Linked DNA regions of Capra hircus: region 2 is linked to region 1. A link is a contact called in public Hi-C data. All regions are on one chromosome and are shown on one strand. The core of a region is the stretch at or near the end of the contact, and the rest is flanking DNA. Distances in the headings are between cores, read along the strand shown.

Region 1 (2,710 bases), core at 15-2,514:
CCGTGGTCAAGGCTTCGGCTTTTACTCCCGGCTAAGCAAATGCCGGCTCGAGAGACGCGTAAGATCTGATTTAGTCCTTGTAGCGATCTCTGAAGCAAAAGGAATGGCCCGCGGGCAAATTTGCCTGTTTAACTTTCAGCGTACTGGTACACAGACAAATACAGTTCACATACAACTTAAGTAAACTCACGATAATATAACACAAATTTCGTCCCATTTGAATAAAATCCGCTTACCTAGGCACTTTTACCTGAAGAATAGCACCCTCTATATTTACAGAAGTAAATAGTAAACTTAATAGTGAACTGTATGATAAAGTTATTTCAGGTGTTTCAGTAAGAGACTACAGAAGGCTCGGTACTGTACACAGAATCGCATCTGTACTCCAGCCTTGGTCAGGACCTCTGTTTCGAGCGTAAAGAGGAAAACGATGTCTGAAATCGGCCCGGCCCGCAGTCCGCCGGCTCTCCCCGCGCGCTCGGCTCCACCCACACCTAGAATGGGGCGCGCTCCGGGCCCACCGCGGGCCGGCTCCTCGCTCGAACAGCGTCGCCTACAGGCCTTTATCCCGACTGCTAGGCAAGAGCCAAAACCACCGTCAACAAAAAGCGAGCCCAGAAAAGACCACATATTTCCAGAAATAAATGCATTACAAACACGATTCCAATTCAATCCAGCTGAGAATCTTCGCCTCCTTCAAGGGTTGCGTCCTTACTCCGCAGAAATAATGCAGAGACGGGAGTAAAGTCCGGCCTCTCAAAAAGAGAGAAGAGTGTACAATACGATACATCCATCCACCCGGCTGCAGGGACACCATTTAAAAAATGCTCGGTCGCCGTCCGATCGCGGGCGTCCTCTACGTGGCCGCCCCGAGCTCGGCTCCCGAGAGCTAATGACGAACAGCTGGGGCGGCGTGCGTGGCCTGCGAGCCGGTCCCGGCCTGAGCGCCACCCACGCATACGACCACCACCGAGGCTCAGGCCCCGTTCCGGCCGGCCTCCAGGAAAATAAAGACCAGGAAGACCCGGCCCGCTCGTGCCACAGCGAAAACGCCGCTCCGCAGGATCGACACTAAAAGGCAACGTCCACAGCCGCCCCGACGAGAAGGGCGCGGAGGAGAGGCCCCCGCCGCCTCGCTGCTGGCCGCCTCCGGGCCCCGGGTGCGGTGCGGAGCTGAGCGGCGCCGGCTGTGCAGTGCGGCGCGGCCGAAGACGCGAGCCCAAGTGGCGGCGGCGGCGCGGCGGTGGCGGAAGTGGAGTGGGGAAGAGGGGGTGGTTGTTAGTGTTTGGCGCCGGCGGAGGGAGTCATTCCTGCAGCTGCACTTCCGGTCGGCATTTTGTTCTGAGAGGGAGAGACGGAACGAGAGAGAGACACACACAGGGCTCCTTCCCCCCCCGCCCTCCCCCCCCTCCCTCCGTCGGTACCGACTCACCCGACACCACCAAGCCGCAGGGAGGGACGCCCCCGCCGACTGGAGGATTGGTTCCCGGGCCGGCGGCGATGCCCCCCCGGTAGCTCGGGCCCCTGGTCGGGTGTTTGTGAGTGTTTCTATGTGGGAGAAGGAGGAGGAGGAGGAAGAAGAAGCAGCGATTTGTCTTCTCGGCTGGTCTCCCCCCGGCTCTACATGTTCCCCGCACTGAGGAGACGGAAGAGGAGCCGTAGCCACCCCCCCTCCCGGCCCGGATTATAGTCTCTCGCCACAGCGGCCTCGGCCTCCCCTTGGATTCAGACGCCGATTCGCCCAGGTAAATTCCTGCTCTTTATTTCGGCGGCGGCGGCGGCGGCGGCGCCAGGTCCTCAGCGTCTCTCCTCCTCGCTCCCCTCCCCGCCGTTTCCTTAGCGGCCCCAGGTCTCCTCCACGGGCGAGTCTAGAGTTCGCTCCTCTCTGGTGGCAGCCGCCCTGGGTGGCGGTGGTTTTGTACCCTCTCCCGGCCGGCTCCGGTGGCGGGGACTGGGCTCCTGCCGGGCGGCCGGGGAGGCGTAGGCCCGGCGGAGAGTGCAGGCCGCGGGCCAGCGGAATCTACTTGAGCTCGGGGATTAGGAGAGCTCCGGGCTGAGCGGAGCTACTGCTGGTCGGTGACAGGCCTCGCCCGGGAGAAGAGCTGTAGCTAGTGAGGAGGCGGAAACAATACAACTAACAGCAAATGTGCCCTCTCCGTCCCCATATTTACAACTTTCCTGGTCCGGGAGTGGGGAACGTCCCAGTGAAACAAACAACCCCCCTTCTTCCCCCTGTGACCCCATGAAGGGAGGAAGTAGTTTCAGTTAGTGAGACAAATGTAAATACTCAGACACGGATCCAGTGGTAATTCTTTTCCTGTGTAAAACTTGTTTGGACGTTGGAAAGTTAATAAAGACTCATTTTCTTTTTAAGGAGAATTAAATCGTCCACATGAATATTTAATACAGAAAACCATAGTATAGTAGACACTGCATATGACCCCCCCACCCACGCAAAGCGCTTTTATGTTGTTGTTTGACAGTGTGTTGCACATGGACTTTTTATTCAGAGACAAGTATAAAGTACTTGACAGGTTTACCCTGCCTCTTTATATTTGTGTGCGTTATATAAGGACAGTTTTAACTGATTATACGTGAAACACTCAGGTACTTCCTGATCTAAACGTGTAGAAGCTTAAAAAGGTTTTTAAATATTCTGAGAATTGCGGTGAGATATAAGTACATCCACTTTTCTTTAAAAGGACAGAAA
Region 2 (2,796 bases), core at 197-2,696, 120 kb before region 1:
CATGCAGCCAGAACATAATAAATACGGTTGTGGCTGAATGAATAGACTTCTCGGAACCTCAGTTTCCCTATCTGTAAAATGGGGGGAAGCACTATAAATCTCAAGAAGTACGTGAGAATCAAACGAAACAGCATGAACAAAACACCTGACACATTAGAAGGAGCCCATAAATGGCCGCTATACTGACCATCAAGTACACAGCTACCTCTTCCAGTCACCCTCTCTCTCACTGACAAATACCTATTTGCCAGCCCTCTGTTAGTTGATTAGTCGATAATTATGTCTTACCCATCAATATATGCTGGATTTGCAGTGCTCTTCACATACTTATTTGAAATCCAGAGGAATGAAGTCATCAGAGTCATTTCTGAGAGTCATTTATTCATGGTCTTTCCCACCTTCTCTCTCTCTCTGTCTCTGTCTCTGTCTCTGTCTCTGTCTCTCTCTCTCTCTCTCTCTCTCTCTCTCACACACACACACACACACACACACACACACACATATATACACACAAACAGAATTTCCAGGACGCTAAGTAATTTTCAAAGGACAAAGAGATAGCCATTCATTCACCTCCACGGAGGGCTCACCCAGTGTCAGCTACAGGCGCAGGCAGAGGAACAAAGACAGATGAAGTCATGCCCCTTGGGAGTTCACAGTCTGCTGGTAGGAACAGGCACATAAACATGTAACTCCACAATGTATTAGTGACAGTCAGTGGAACAACCGTGGGACGTGCAGGGTAGTACCCAGGAATCCCAGAGGAGGGAGCTAAAGTGCAACCTGCTGCTGCTGCTGCTGCTGCTGCTAAGCCGCTTCAGTCGCATCACCTAGGCAGGCTTTAAAGGGGCCTGAGAATCAGGCTATTTCTGACGACTCTCATGGCTATACCTTCAGCCCACTTGCTCTCATTCTGTCCCCTGAGAAGATGGAGAACAGTTCATCAGCACCTTCCTCATAATAACGGCTTCAATCCATCATAAAGGCCAGCTTTAATGAACACAGAAGTCACCAAGGACATGGTCCTGGTCTGAATATTTCACTGTCACAGAAGTCTACGAGTCAGGACTTGGAATCAATCCAGCTGAGCTAACAGGAGCTTTCTGAGCACTAGCTATTCGACCCTTTCCTAGATAAGCTCTTCGTAGGTGGTTGTGCAAAAATATCTCTCTGTTTGCTTCCTCTGAGGGCTACTTTGTAAGCCCTGACTTGGTCTTCTACACTCCTAGCACTTTATTTTGTGTTTTGAACAGCAGGGCTGAGATTCAGAATCAACACTGAAAAAAAAAAAAAAAAATCTCATGAATTATAAGTACGGTGAAATCTCACTTCCTGCTCTCATTAATGAGGAAGGACACATTTCTTTCTGTTCTGAGTATACTTTCAAAGGAAGGCACAGGCAGGAATCCATTGCCAGAGACAGCCTTACGAACAGGTGGCTGAACAGTCCTCCGACAGCTGTGAGCCGGGTGCTGAGAAAGGCGTGATCTCCCACAAGACGTGCTCTGGACGCCAGAGTGACCGCTGTGGTGGGGGGAGTGGGGGGCCTCTTGAGATACAGAGCACTGTTATCAGGGAAGAATAACCTTATTTTCAGTTCACAGGGAACAACATTGCTGATAACTACTCAATACCACCCACAGCATATACAGAGAATGAGTGGCTGGGAAACAGAGCTGGCAAAATGTAAGCAGGAGGGGATATACTGGCAGATGGGGTGCCCTCAGATGGGGTAGTCATACCAGGACACTGGTTCCTGTGCAACCCTTTATCTCAGATTGGGACTATAATCCATGTGTATGGGACTCGAACCCAGCAGAAACCACAGTCTTCCAACTGAGATGAGAGACCAGTTGGTTTCAGGACCTAATGAAGTTCAGGATCTTGATGTCTCATCTCAGAAAGAATCCGGTGAGAGACGAAGTGATAGGTAAGAAGTGGATTTATTCAGAGAGAAACACACTCCACAGACAGACGGTGAGCCATCGCAGAGGGTGGGTGCAGCAGCCTCAAAATGTGGTGTGGTTAGTTTTTAGGGGCTGGGTAATTTCACAGGCTAATGAGTGGGAAGATTATTCCAGCTATTTTGGGAAAAGGGTAGAGATTTCCAGGAATTGGGCCACCGCCCATTTTTTGGTCTTCTGACGGTGGCTTGGAACTGTCATGGAGCTTCTGAGTGTCTCATTTAGCTTGCTGATTGAGGATCAAGGTCTAGTCAAAGTTGACTTGTCTGCATCTTGGACTCATTTGATTCAGATCGGTTTATGTTGTGTCCTTGGGCTATGTGCATTCTTTCAAAAGGGCTGCCATGACGAGGTACCGTAGACTAGGTGACTTAAGACAACAGAATTTTATTTTCTCATGATTTCTCATCATTCTGGAGGCAAGGAATCTGAGATCAAGGTGTCTACAGGGTTGTTTTTTCCTAAGGCCTCTTTCCTTGGCTCACAGATGACTGTCTCCTCCCAGTGTCTTTACATGGTCTTTCTTCGATGTGTGTCTTTGTCCTAATCTCCTCTTCTTTTAAAAATATTTTAAAATACTTCTTTTATTTACATTCAACTCTTTCAAGAGTCCCATGGACTGCAAAGAGATCCAACCAGTCCATCCTAAAAGAAATCAGTCCTGAATATTCATTGGAAGGACTGATGCTGAAGCTGAAACTCCAATACTCTGGCCACCTGATGCGAAGAACGGATGCGAAGACCCTGATTCTGGGAAAGATTAAAGGCAGGAGAAGGGGACAACAGAGGATGAGATGGTTGGATGGCATTACCAACTCAATGGACATGAGTT

What was found. Hi-C and Micro-C count contacts between places; a contact is called where the count stands out from the background.
Region 2: a contact with region 1 is called in a Hi-C map of blood, with 4 times the contacts expected there. The contact joins the enhancer-like site here to the promoter of NIPBL in region 1. A contact is called at or near these places in 3 of 5 Hi-C or Micro-C datasets (all in blood).

The regions. Positions count from the first base shown.
Region 1 is chr20:37,339,990-37,342,699 of ARS1.2, reverse strand. NIPBL (nipped-B-like protein) reads left to right here and starts at 1,264. Exons shown (of 47, transcript XM_018065528.1): 1 at 1,264-1,745.
Region 2 is chr20:37,463,246-37,466,041 of ARS1.2, reverse strand. No RefSeq gene overlaps it. Among named protein-coding and RNA genes, the nearest start is that of NIPBL, 120 kb to the right of the region's middle. Within about 2 kb of position 1,446, at least 1 of the 5 cell types and tissues checked has an H3K27ac peak or open chromatin away from gene starts, as enhancers often do.